3 separate regions of the Sus scrofa genome follow, and all the other regions are linked to region 1. The links are chromatin contacts, called in public Hi-C and HiChIP or PLAC-seq maps. All regions are on one chromosome and are shown on one strand. Each heading gives the region's core, a stretch centred on a gene start, on an enhancer-like site or on the middle of the called end of the contact. The rest is flanking DNA. Distances are from core to core; before and after follow the strand shown. Region 1 holds the start of RAB21 (ras-related protein Rab-21). Region 2 holds the start of THAP2 (THAP domain-containing protein 2). Region 3 holds the start of TMEM19 (transmembrane protein 19).

Region 1 (4,426 bases), core at 1,085-3,584:
CTCTTAGATAATTAAAAATCTTTAGCCTGCTTTTAGCTTCAAGGATGTTTTTAGAATGTATAATGTCATGTAATTTTTAGATTGAAGGGCTAAATTACCTTTAAAAAAAAAATAAAGAGCTCAGTTACAATGGTTTTCTATTTTCTCTAAGATGTGTAGCTCAAAAAAAAACCCCACTAAGGGGTTGTTCACCAATATCCAGAGAGTGTGACTTACTGCTCAAAGTAAGTCAGAACTGGATTCAAATTTCAGCTTGGGAACCATGACTTGTGGCAATATGATGGCCAGCAAATTACTCAATTTTGCCACACTTGTTTCATCACCTGTAGAATGAGGCTAATAAAACTATCCACCTCATAAAGCTGTTATAAGAATTAAAAGACAGAAGTAAAATACCTAGCACAGTAAGAACTAAATGTTAGATATTATTATACTTTACCTAAATAAACTTCTAAACTTCCAACTGACCATAGGTATTTATCCTATGAATTTCCCTGATCTCACTAATAACTCAACTACAACTAAAATTGCATTAAGTGACCCTATACAAAGACATGAGAAAAAAAAAATGCAGTTTCCTGACATTCACTATTTCAGATATTATGCTTTACAGAGGAGTAAAAATAGAACATGGAATCAGAACCAGAGCATCTTTGTAAATTCTAGACTTGGTAGTTTAAAAATAGCATCAAACATCAAATGTCACAATAATTAGGAGATTGTGCATTCTATTAAATAATGTCCATGTACTTATGAACGACACAATCACTAATTAGGATGTATTGTGCAATTGGGGGTAGTAATAATAAAGATAGAGAGCTTACACTGGACCAGGTCCTAAGTGTTTTTATGTGTATTTGCTCTGACAACCCCAAGAGCTAGATATTACTATCAGGGCCATTTTAACAGATGAAGAAACTTAGGCACAGAGAGGTTAATTAACTTGCCCAAGATCAAACAGCTAGTTAAAGGGATGGAACTGCGATATGAACCTAAACATCAGGCTCAAAAGTCCATTAGATTTTACTGCCTCTGACTAAATTGATCAGGGCAGATTCGTTGGAAACTTTTCTTCTAACACGTGCAAACTGATTTCTTTGGAAGAGGGAGACTCCAACCACCTCAAAAGCCTGAATTCACTCCCAATTAATGACTACATTTTAACACTTTTCTGACTAACCATGATGTATCTGCTGATGAAAGGCGGCCCTAAATTACAACCAAAGAAATAGTATTTGTAGCTAAACTGTTAGTTTGAGGACCATGACGTTTCCATGTGAATATGGATCGACCCACATCGCTGAATACAAGTGACCCACAAGTCAGACCTACGCAGGCAGCAATGGAACTGCGTAACCCACACCGGCAAGCGGTCATTTCAAAAACCCTCTGGAGATGAATGTTTTGCCAATCACCATATTACTCGAAGACAGGACAAAATGGAACATGCATAAACACTTAGTCATCAGTAAGAGCTGAAGTTATAAATCACCTAATTCGAAAAATCAAATCCTCAGCTAAATTCCTAATTCCGAAAGAAAGAAAAAGGACCGACACTGGTGGACCGCAGGGTGAAGACACCTAGGGCCTAAGCGGAAGCGAATCAAAGGGGAAAAACTAGTCCACCGATGGGGATTCCACGACATGCGCGGCCACACTGGGGACTTTTCAGGGCCCTTCCACTCCCCTCCCAACAGCCCGTCCTTGTGTCTCCAGGCTGCCCGGACAAACGCCGTCCCCAGGGCGAATTCGGAAAGTGAATCCGAAGGCGGAGGTGACAGGCCTGAGATATGAGAGCCCCGCGACACAGAGAACCGTGGCAACAAAGTCCTCTGAGCCCCGGAGGGGTAGGGGCCCCAAGGCGCCACTCCCGCTCCCCGGGGCCCGCACCTGCAGAGTGGTGATGTGCTTGTCGTTGAACTTGTTCTCGCAGTAGCGCAGCACCAACGACGTCTTTCCCACGCAGCCTTCCCCCAGCAGCACCACCTTGAACGAGTAGGCTCGGGCTGCCGCCGCCCCGCCGCCGCCGGCCGCAGCCATCCCGTCGCGTCCCTAACGCCCGAGCCCTAGAGCCGTGCCGAGCGCCCCACGGCCACCGCAGCTCCTTCACAGCCTCGGCCGACACAGGCCCCTCCGCATCGGCGCCGCCAATCCCGGGCGCCGTCTCCACTCCCTCCTCTGGGCAAGGCCTGGAAGGACCGAGGTAAAGTCCGAGAATGACGGGCCCCAGCCACCACGTCAGGTATCCGAGGAAAGGCAGAGCTGTCCCTCTCCGCCTCCCTCTAATGGCGTCTCCTTCCTCCTACGTCACACTTCGGGTCACATGATCGCCGCGGCCGCGTGCGGCCCCTGGGACGCGGCGTAGATTAACGTGTCTGGATGTGGGCGGGGCTTCTGGGGCCTCTTCCCCACTCCCGCCCCCACCCGCAGTGAGTTGGACGAGAGTGGAGTTAACTCCTGCCGGTCTCGCCTGCAGACCTAGGGTGTCTGCGGGGCACACCACTCTGCAGTTGCTGGGAGCAGGAATAAGGAATGAATAATTTCAAGCAACCCCAGCTCAGGTGGAATGTTGAAGTGCAGAATGTTGTTCATGCCTAGAGAATATTCGCAATGCTAATGACCTCTCCCATCCAGTGTCCCCATAAGCCGAATCTGCCAAGGTGCCGTCAGTATCTTGATAGTATTTCTCTGTGGGGTCCCAAATCCTAGCTATTGAACTTCAAGTTCCCCCAGACCACCTGGACTCTTCCTCATCTTTCAGGTGTCAGCTTAAACTCAAAGGCTTCCCTGACTACCCATCCTTCTCCTTCTATCCTTCCATCCCTTTCTTACCCACCTGAGTTAGGTAATTCATAACATTGGCAGAACCTCTCTAGCAGCGCTTACTTGGAAATTACTTTGCTGAATATTTTTACTAGGCTGTAAATTTGTTAAAGACAAAAACTACGTGAGAACTTGCTCCACCTTTGAGCTTCTGAATCCCAATGCCAGGCACATAATAGTCATTATATAAATATTTGGGAATGAATGATACATTTTAAACCATTATGCCTTGGTTTCCCAGTTTTTCTGTCTTCCATGAAGATCTTTTTTTTCCCTATGAAGGTTTTTTTTGGGGGGGGGAGGGAGAAGGGCTGTGTCTGCATCATGCAGAAGTTCCCCTAACAGAGATCAAACCCCAGCCACCCCAGTGACCCAAACCACAGCAGTGGAAACTTGGGATCCTTAACAACTAGGCCACTAGGAAACTCTGCCCCATGAAGTTTTTGACATACTGTATTGATACCACCTTGATAGGCCTGGCTTCTTTGATGATTGCTTATATTTCCTCATCTGCATCCTCTTTCTTTCATGAAACATACTCTTCCAAGAAACCATACTAGTGCTAAAAGTTTGCAACTAGAAATTTGATGTCATTTAGGCAAATATTTTTTATGAGACTCCTTTTCCACTTCAAACCAGATAGTCCATTCATTCATTCAACAAATATTTGAAGGTGCCCACATATGCCAGGCACTGTATGAACAAGATACAATGCCTATGTCATAGAGCTTACATTTTAGCAGGGAAGACAGACACATTCATTATATAAGGAATGCTTTCATCCTGATAAAGCAGTTCAGCTATGTTGCAAATGTATATGGGGATCCAAATGGTTCAGCATATAGGGGAGGCTTCTGGGAAAATGTTACTTTTGAGTAGGAGTAACCTAGGCAAAAAGGAAGGAGAGCTTTGCAAGCAGAGAGTAGGGTGTACTATTTTTTTTTTTTTTTTTGTCTTTTTGCTATTTCTTGGGCCGCTCCCACGGCATATGGAGGTTCCCAGGCTAGGGGTCGAATCGGAGTTGTAGCCACCGGCCTACGCCAGAGCCACAGCAACGTGGGATCCGAGCCGCGTCTGCAACCTACACCACAGCTCACGGCAACGCCGGATCGTTAACCCACTGAGCAAGGGCAGGGACCGAACCCGCAACCTCATGGTTCCTAGTCGGATTCGTTAACCACTGCGCCACGACGGGAACTCCAAGGGTGTACTATTGCTTTCAGATAGGAATGAGTACATGAGGATGAGAAGTGTGGTAAGAATGCAGAGAGCTTCAGATGAAACCGGCATTGGTATGGAAGCCAGGAATCAATACTGAAAGGTCCTTTCAGCAAATGAAGGGTTTTAATAAGGAGATGATATAATCAGATTTGACTTTTAAAAAATCACTCTGGCTGTAATTTGAAAAATGGATGGGAGGGAGTTCCCATTGTGGCTAAGCGGGTTACAAACCTGACTAGTATCCATGAGAATGTGGGTTTGATCCCTGCCCTTACTCAGTGGGTTAAGGATCCAGTATTGCCACTGTGAGCTGTGGTGTAGGTCACAGATGCAGCTGAGATCCTGTGGTACTGTGGCTGGGGCGTAGGCCGGCAGCTGCAGC
Region 2 (4,426 bases), core at 1,430-3,929, 86 kb after region 1:
TTATTATAAATGACATTATTTTAAGATCTAAACCTCTGGGGTTACAAATGAAAATGTTAATTTTTTTTTTTTCCTTTTTTTTTAGGGCTGCGTCTCCAGCATATGGAAGGTCCCCGGGCTAGGGGTCAAATCAGAGCCACCACAACCAGTTCAATGCCAGATCTGAGCCACACCTGTGACCTACGACCTACACTGCAGCTTGCTGCAACACCGAATTCTTAACTCACTGAGCAAGGCCAGGGATCAAACCCACCCTCCTCATGGATTCTAGTTGGTTCTTAACCCACTGAGCCACAAGAGAACTCCAAAATGTTAATTTCATAGCAAGCCAATGGTCAAACTCGAAAAGGAGGTATATATGTTACTGTACCACCATGCATCTCTTAAACATTCAATATTATCGGTGCCTTGGCTTGTCTCTCTCATCTTCCAAATCAAATTACCACATGTGGCAGTTTTTCCTCAAGCATTTCTTAAATCTGTCTACTTCTTTCCAACCCTACTGTCAGTATCATCCTAGTCTAGGTGCCTGGGTGAACCCTTCCTTGTTTTACTATAGGTTCTTAACTTTTTTCTCTATCAACTCTCACCTCTTCTAATGCTGATTGTGTCAGCAACAGAAGTACATTGTTTAGTTCAGTTGATGGTGTAGCAAAATTTCCCTGTGCAACAGTATGTACATAAACATCCTGTAACAAGATCCTTTCTCATCAAACTCATCCCTTGATGATGTGTGACCAGCACTTTTAAGTAACACTATAATTCTCTACACTGAAGCCTGAGGTCATTTTAATATACAAATCTAATCATGCCATTCTTTTTAAAGCTTCCATGGCTTCTCAAGTGTAGCATACAGGACCAAATTTATGTCATCTTTTGGTCTCATTTGAGCTTTCACATCCTTTGAGAAGTGTTCTTTGACTTTTCAAGGCAAAGCTAGGTCTCCCTAAAGGTTTCTTCTGTGGCACTTAACCATAATTATTTGTGTCAGTCTTTCTCATTCCAACTCCGGGAAGATAATTTCCTGGATCCCTAGTAGGAGAGGCAAATAAGAGCTTGGTACACATTCGATGGGTGAATGAACAAAGGACTACATGTGCATGAAGTAGATGACAAAAAGAAACACCACAAGAGTTTTTGTTTGTTTGTTTTTTAGTACTAACTTTTAATAAGAAGGTACATTTAGTCATAATGAGATAAGGAGAAAGGTCAGGGTTATTTTCCACATTCTACGACCTTATTAAGCTGTGAGGTATATAAAATCAGAACTGTTTGCACTCAACTTTTTGAATCCTTCCTTTCTTCAGGCATATGGCAGGCATTTGTAGAGAAGGTAAAACATTTACCTAAGTACTTATGTCATATAGTGTTCAAAGCCCTTTCAAGAGGTCTGATTTAACAGAACTAAAGAATTTTGCTTGCTCTTCCAGCAAACGTAGGAAAAACACAATCCGGGTTCCTTTTATTATACTACTCTGCATACTAAAAGAAAAGAAAGCTTTCATTTCCCACTTTCATTAACATCGCTTAATTCCACGGCTATTAATGATGACTCAATTCCTCCACAAAATTACTGCCTGTGACTAAAAGATTAAAAATCCAAATGCTTCCCATGTCAGTTCAGCCAGTAAGAATTAACTTCTAATGAGAACACAGCAGGCTTTTTAGGTGATTGCTGGCTTGAACAGGAAGATCTCACTTCCTCTTACGGTGTCATTAATGTCAAGACCTGATCTAATACACAGGAGTAAAAGAGTAGAAAATTAAGGTATCTTCCTTGTCACTTTCTAAAGGAGCAATCACCGTACAGAACTTGGCTCTCTTTCTCAAAGTGAGCAAACCTTCCCCGAAGGGAGAGAAAAATTGGACAGATTTGAGAAACACACACAAAGGGTAAAAATGTTGCGCCTCTGCTACTAGTTAGCTACGGAAGTTATCAGAATTAGTAGAATCCTCCCTGGTCTTCCCCCCCGCCCCAAGCGATACCCAGTCAAGGAACTCCCGTTTTCGTCACCCGCACTCCCTGCCCAGGTTACCTGTGGAAGCTGATGTTAATGTGCTTGTTGTAGGTAGTAGCACAGCCCGCCGCGGCGCAATTGGTCGGCATTTCCCTTTCCCCCTCATTCGGCGCTGTCTTAAGCCTGATTTGAGGTGCGGGTTGCTACGCTCCCTTCGGGCAGAGACTGGGGAAGCGTGGCAGGGGAAGGGCCAAAGAACTGAGTCGTGGGACCTGCGTGCGAGGAAGGGGTTGTGTATGCGTGTTGTGTGTGTGTGTGTGTGTGTGTGTGTGTGTGTGTGTGTAGCTGGGGGGGGGTAGTCAACCTTCCCTTTCTCTTTATTAATATGGCGGACTTGGGGCAGCAGAGCCTACAGTCCTGGAGCTCCAGTCCCCTTCGTTTGCCTTCACCAACATGGCGAACGCAACCCGCCCTACCGCTGGCTCCCAAAAGAGAGGGACTACTGGTCTCTTTGGTAGTTGTTCTTTGAGCAATCGAAGAGGTATGCCCCCCACCAGCCCCCTATCACTATGAAATATGAATCTCGCAGCCGAGATTAAGAAGAGACCCGCCTACCCTGCCACGCACCCAGAAACCCGAGTTTAGGGTCTGGAGTAGCTAACAGGCACAGATTTTGGAAGGACAAACGGAAAGCAATACTCAAAAAAAACTACAACGCCCACTGAGAATCGCGTCGTCCTAATTTTTATCGCGTGAATTGGGAGCCTTGTTTCCTGCGTGCTTCGGGAAGTGACGTCACGAGTAGAGCCACTTCCAGAGACCCTTTCTCGCGAGGCGGAAGAGCCCCGATCGCGGAGAGCAAGGGGGCGCTAGGGAAGGGAACTGAATTGCGACGGTCCGGCGAGAAAGAGCTGGGGTGCGGGGAAGTTGGGGAGCAGAGCCCACTAGGTGTCCGAGTACTGTAAAACCGCACCGACCGGGTCCGTTAGGAAAAAAGGAAACAGAGGAGGAAGACAATTGTAGGGTGGATCCCCGGACAGAGGGCTAAGGTTGTGTGGAAGGCACTGCTCCCGGGATGGCGACCGCAGATACTCCGGCCCCGGCCTCCAGTGGCCTCTCGCCCAAGGAAGAAGGGGAGCTCGAAGATGGAGAGATCAGCGATGACGATAATAACAGCCAGATACGGAGCCGGAGCAGCAGCAGCAGCAGTGGCGGAGGGCTGTTACCGTATCCGCGGCGAAGGCCTCCTCACCCGGCCCGGGGTGGTGGATCCGGCGGAGGCGGTGGCTCCTCCTCGTCGTCGTCCTCTTCTCAGCAGCAGCTGAGGAATTTCTCACGCTCACGGCACGCGTCGGAGCGGGGCCACCTCAGGGGACACAGCAGCTACCGACCCAAAGAGCCGTTCAGGTCTCACCCGCCTTCCGTGCGGATGCCTTCGAGCTCACTGTCCGAAAGCAGCCCCCGGCCGTCCTTTTGGGAACGGAGCCACATTGCCTTGGACCGTTTCCGTTTTCGAGGCAGGCCTTACCGGGGTGGGAGTCGCTGGAGTCGGGGGCGAGGAGGGGGTGAGCGAGGAGGCAAGCCGGGGGGCAGACCTCCCCTAGGAGGAGGAGCAGGATCTGGATTCAGCAGCAGTCAGAGCTGGCGAGAGCCCTCTCCACCTCGGAAGAGTTGTATCCTTAACGTGGCGGTCTGCCCTGGGTGTGTCACTACTAAAGTTCCTTTTAGCGTCATTGCTAGGTCTTTGAGATGAGTAACTTTTCTGAACCATCAGAACCGCTTGTCACTGTAAGTATACTTAACGTAGTTGGTTCTTTGGTAATCTCCATGTGTCAAACCGTAGCGTTATTTTAAAAAATTACTTTATTGAGTTTATTGCTTTTTAATAAATATTTACGTGTTATGGATGGGGGCCAAACTAATGGAACCTAAGGAAGTGTAAAATCAGATCTGTAATATTACATCAGAAGCCCAAGTTTCATTAACCCTCTTTTTAATACTACCCTTGCTTTTAGGTGATGTTGACTTAGATTTTTAGAGGAAGAAAAAAAATATTAGCCATAAAAAGTTTGGGGAATACCATTGCTTATATCATATTGCACTGCGACATTGGAAATTGTGAAGTTTCATTCTGCATAATCCTACTGCTTTTATTTGAGTCTGTTTTAACCTTTCTATCTTGATTTATTCTTACACATTGCTGCCTTCTAAAGTTGGAAAAAAAAAACCCCGGTATATTCACCAGCTCTATTAATTCAGAGGCTTTAAATTTATATGTCTTTTTTGGAAAACTTTAAGTCTTATTTCTTATGTTCACATTTTTGACATTTTATAACTCTTAGAGTTGGGCTACAGAGAGAATGAAACTTAACAGCATTTTTATCTCAATATATTGGAAACCATGGGATTTATGGGAAGGTGGAGATTATGGAGAGATTGAGAAGGAAAATTGCAAAATATCTGTTTTT
Region 3 (4,426 bases), core at 911-3,410, 65 kb after region 1:
AGTAATTAACGAATCCAACTAGGAACCATGAGGTTGCGAGTTCGATCCCTGGCCTTGCTCAGTGGGTTAAGGATCCGGACGTGCCATGAGCTGTGGTGTAGGTTGCAGACACGGCTCAGATCCCACGTTGCTGTGGCTCTGGCGTAGGCCAGCAGCTACAGCTCCGATTAAACCCCTAGCCTGGGAACCTCCATATGCCGAGGGAGCGGCCCCAGAGAAAGGCAAAAAGACAAAAGAAAGAAAAAAAGAAAAATCCTATTTCTGGAAGTGTAAACTGTTCCCGTGTTTAATATGCAAAGAAAAGACTTGGACAGCTTCACTTGTCTGCATCAAGTGCCTGGCCCCAAGGGGTCATTTCAATGAACAAATCCTGGTATATTTAGTTCAAGTCATGGTTAATACTAGCATCAAGAAGAATCTTTTCCCATAACTCTCATTTCCTACCGGGAATCATTATTAATGAACAGCCTGAAAGCTCCTGTACCTTGGAGAACACGCACTCTATTATCCACATGTCTCTTTGCAAAAGGACTAAGGTCTAAAACAGCAATCACTTATGATACAACCACTTATAAAAGTTCACTTTCTTGATTTTTCACTTTTCCTTTGAACTGAACAGTATTCTGTGGGTTTTGTTTTTGTTTTTTTTGGTTATTGTTCGTGTTTTGGCCTCAGTCCTGGCATGTGGAAGTTCCTGGGCCAGGGATGGAACCCACGCCACAGGAGCGACCCAAGCTGCTTCAGTGACAACGCTGGAACTTTAACCTATGCTGTGCAACTAGGGAACTCCTATTTTTTGTAAAGGGGTACCAAGGAAGTTTGTACAAAGGCTTGGATCCGGCATTGCTGTGGCTGTGGTATAGGCTGGCAGCTGTAGTTCCAATCTGACCTCTAACTTCAAACTGGGCACTTTCATATGCCGTGGGTTGGCCCTAAAAAGACAAAAAATAAAAACCCTAAAGATTTGAGTCTAGAGTATTTATGCAAATTGGTTTCAGGCTTTAAAACAGGTCTGTTCTTCTGAAGGGACCAAAGTGCAGACAAAAAAAATCCAAATCTCCAAGTGTAAATATTGTGTCATCTTTTATTTTTACTTTTTATTTTGTACAAGACACATGGAACTGGTAAACCACCTCACTAATATTCTTAGTAAAGGCATCACTGCAAGTGCTTTACAAAATTAAATTTCACCTCACTTACTCTCCACCAAACTAGATGCAATAATTACATAAAACATAAAAACATATTTTTCAAACTGCTGTAACTAGTATTATGACAAACGGCAATGCTCAAAGGCTTTAAAAGGTTCAAGGCACTGTATATTTCCAGGTTAGTTAAGGTAATTCAGGCCCCGGAAGTTAACTAAACACAACAGTTTACAACTATTCAGAAGACAAGAGTTTTGTCTTTCACAACGGTACCTTTTAAATCCCACAAATTAAAAAGACAATCAAAACATTCATACTCACCATAATAGGTGCTTGCAGTCATAGACATAATCCAGAAAGCTAAAGAAATGCAAATGATCAGGCTCAGTATAACTATATTAGTTATCATCTTTATATATTTTTTGCATGAATTGTTATCAAGATCTGTCATGAAAAATGAGGATAGGAACACCTGGGGGAGAAAATGTTTCGCGTTTCTGAGGAAAAAAAAAGTCATTTAAGTGGCCAGCAAAACATTCGTGTAGAAGCCGACATCTTCCACCGACAGCAAAGTAATATAAACCCAAATATTTCCAAAAATTGGTCTGGCTGAGCGCTGCCAGAGGAGTCTGGGTGAGGTTAAAACCTCGCTGCAAGAGCGTAGCGTAACTCCTCAGGGCGCCGGCTCGCGGACAGCAGTCACTTCACACCTGAACTCTCGGGAAGGGGAAGCGGAGGCAGCCAATCAGCGGCCGGGGGTGGCTAGCTCCGCCCCCGCCGCCTGCCACGCGCTGACGCCCGGGGTCGGTGGCGCAAAGGGGCGGAGTCAGAGCTTAAATGTGGGGTGTCCCGCTGGCAAGTCCAGCGCAAGGGAGCGCGGTCACGTCCGGATGGACGCCTGCACCGCCGGGTCCAGCGGGCCAGGGCCAAGGACCCTAGCGCTCAGCCCGCGACTTGCTGTGCGCCCGTCTCCCCTGGCTCGCCTCTTAGGCGCATGCGCCGTGGCCACCTGTGGGCGGTACCTCGATCACGCGAGCATTTAAAGGGCGGCTCCAAGGGCAGCTGGAGCGGGAGGACGGAGCAAGGAGGTTCCGTGTTCAGTCCGGTGTGTGTTTGTAATGCGTTGTAATGTAGTGCGTTGTAAAGCTTCCTAGAATCTAGACACTTGGAACACCTGAAAGGCCCTCCGTTTCCAGAATAACCCCAAAAGTGAAACCACCACCTCGGTAGTAATAGTATAGATGATCATTCATGCAAGTGAATTTAGACCAAGTCCATGTTGAGAATACAATTCGAATGTTTTTCCATCTATGAACAGCTCATTCCGTACAATATCATGTACTTTTCAGGGGGAGAGTATTGGGCTGTAGAAAGGGAATTTTATGACTGAGGAAATCATTTTAAAACAACACAGTTTAGCGCTTATAAACTGCTGGCTGCTGGAGGTGTAAAGATAGCTTTGCATAGTTCCTGCTATTGAACTCTCAAATAATTATTATTTGTTCTCACATCTTTCATAAATTCTGTGCAGGAGTTCCCCATTGTGGCTCAGAGGTAACAAACCTGACTAGTATTCCTGAGGAGGAGGGTTTGATCAATGGCCTTGCCCAGTGGGTTAAGGATCCGGAGTTACCTGTTGTCCTGAGCTACTGTGTAGGTTGCAGACATGGCTTGGATCACGTGTTGCTGTAGCTGTGTTGTAAGCGGGCAGCTGCAGCTCCAATTCGACTGCTGGCCTGGGACCTTCCATGTGCTGTGGGTTCGGCCTTAAAAAAAATAAAAACTAAAGTCTGTGCATTCAGTCAATTTATTTACAAAGCAGACCACTCCTTACTATTAAAAGTCTGCCTCGGTGTTCCTGTGGTTGCTCAGCAGAAACGAATCCAACTGAGGAACCATGAGGTTTCGGGTTCAATCCCTGGCCTCACTCAGTGGGTTGAGGATCCTGTGTTGTCATGAGCTGTGGTGTCCGTTGCAGACGCCGCTGGGATTTGGCGGTTGCGGTTGCTGTAGCTGTGGAGTAGGACTGCGACAAGAGCTTCTATTAGACCCCTAGCCTGGGAACCTACATATGCTGCGGGTACTACCCTGTAGAGACAAAAAAAAAGTTAAAAAAAATAAATAAAAGTCTGACTCTAGCGATTGATTTCACGTTTTATTTGAAATTAACTTTTGTTTGCTGGGTTAACAGTGACATTGATAATATTATATTCTGAAATTTTTTAGTTAATTCCTTACAGTGTAGGAAGACACCTCAGTTTCAGACATTTTACCCAAATTTATTTTAGCCCGCTAAAAATAATTACATTTTGAAAACTCACACTATAATACATGCCAAGACTACTTAAAGCCCTTTGCTTTGGTTAGCTTATGAACTGAGAACCAAATTTGCAAAGTAGGACTAAATAGTAGTGGCTTTCTCTTACTAGACTACATGCATATATGGTCTTTATGCAGAAATTTTTTTTCCACTTCATTTTTGTCTGGGTCTGTTTATAGGTAAATAACTGGATTACCTCAGAAAATTGAATGGCCACTATCAGTGATACCACACAATTGGGTAGAGTTATTAGTAATAAAACCTAATATTTTTGTGGTTTGCTAGTAACCTTGTTTTTGTCTCTGCTTAGAGAAAATTATGAACTAGGTTGCTTTCCCCCAACCCTCTGTTCAGTAGTCAGTCATAGGGTGATCTTGTCTGATTTTTGGTGTTCTGTGAGATTGTCTTCAACAGAAAACCATGACCTCACTGTATCAGGCCATCTTCTAACAACACTGAAGTCTAGCTGTGTCAGGCTAGTTTCTGAATATCAGGGATGATTTTCTCTCTCATAAATAACTAGCTAAAATTGCTTATTAAATAATAACGATGTTGGTAACTAACACTTCAAATAAATATTTCTTTTCCATTTTTTCCCTGTGTCCATTTTTCCCTGTGTCCCTGTTGCCATTGTTCTTCATAAAACAAGTTATTCTACCTTAAGGCTGAAATAATTAGGAGGACTTAATATAGTTAAAAATATTCTTTAGAAAGAAACACGATTTTATGATCTGATAATTTTAAACTTTTTGATAATCTGAAAACCTGTCAACAAAGTCTTTATCTTTTAGCTTTAAATCCACTTTCTAGGAGTTCCTGTCGTGGCTCAGTGGTTAACAAATCTGACTAGGAACCGTGAGGTTGAAGGTTCAATCCCTGGCCTTGCTCAGTGGGTTAAGGATCCAGTGTTGCCATGAGCCGTGGTGTTGGTTGCAGACGTGCCTCGGATCCCCGCATT

What was found. Hi-C and Micro-C count contacts between places; a contact is called where the count stands out from the background. HiChIP or PLAC-seq counts read pairs in DNA pulled down with a chosen protein or histone mark.
Region 2: a contact with region 1 is called in an H3K27ac HiChIP or PLAC-seq map of alveolar macrophages. The contact joins the promoter of THAP2 here to the promoter of RAB21 in region 1. A contact is called at or near these places in 1 of 5 promoter capture datasets (liver), 13 of 47 Hi-C or Micro-C datasets (alveolar macrophages, brain, embryonic fibroblasts and 6 more) and 2 of 2 datasets of contacts at active chromatin or transcription factors (alveolar macrophages and skeletal muscle).
Region 3: a Hi-C map of skeletal muscle shows a contact between it and region 1, with 4 times the contacts expected there. The contact joins the promoter of TMEM19 here to the promoter of RAB21 in region 1. A contact is called at or near these places in 1 of 5 promoter capture datasets (liver), 6 of 47 Hi-C or Micro-C datasets (embryonic fibroblasts, heart right ventricle, liver and 1 more) and 2 of 2 datasets of contacts at active chromatin or transcription factors (alveolar macrophages and skeletal muscle).

The regions. Positions count from the first base shown.
Region 1 is chr5:35,755,181-35,759,606 of Sscrofa11.1, reverse strand. It overlaps RAB21 (ras-related protein Rab-21), which reads right to left and starts at 2,334. Exons shown (of 7, transcript XM_003481659.4): 1 at 1,891-2,334. The coding sequence starts at 2,040.
Region 2 is chr5:35,669,533-35,673,958 of Sscrofa11.1, reverse strand. It overlaps THAP2 (THAP domain-containing protein 2), which reads right to left and starts at 2,679. Exons shown (of 3, transcript XM_003126383.4): 1 at 2,037-2,679. The coding sequence starts at 2,107. ZFC3H1 (zinc finger C3H1 domain-containing protein) reads left to right here and starts at 2,768. Exons shown (of 35, transcript XM_021092001.1): 1 at 2,768-3,631. The coding sequence starts at 3,034.
Region 3 is chr5:35,689,731-35,694,156 of Sscrofa11.1, reverse strand. It overlaps TMEM19 (transmembrane protein 19), which reads right to left and starts at 2,160. Exons shown (of 6, transcript XM_003126376.6): 1 at 1,470-2,160. The coding sequence starts at 1,665.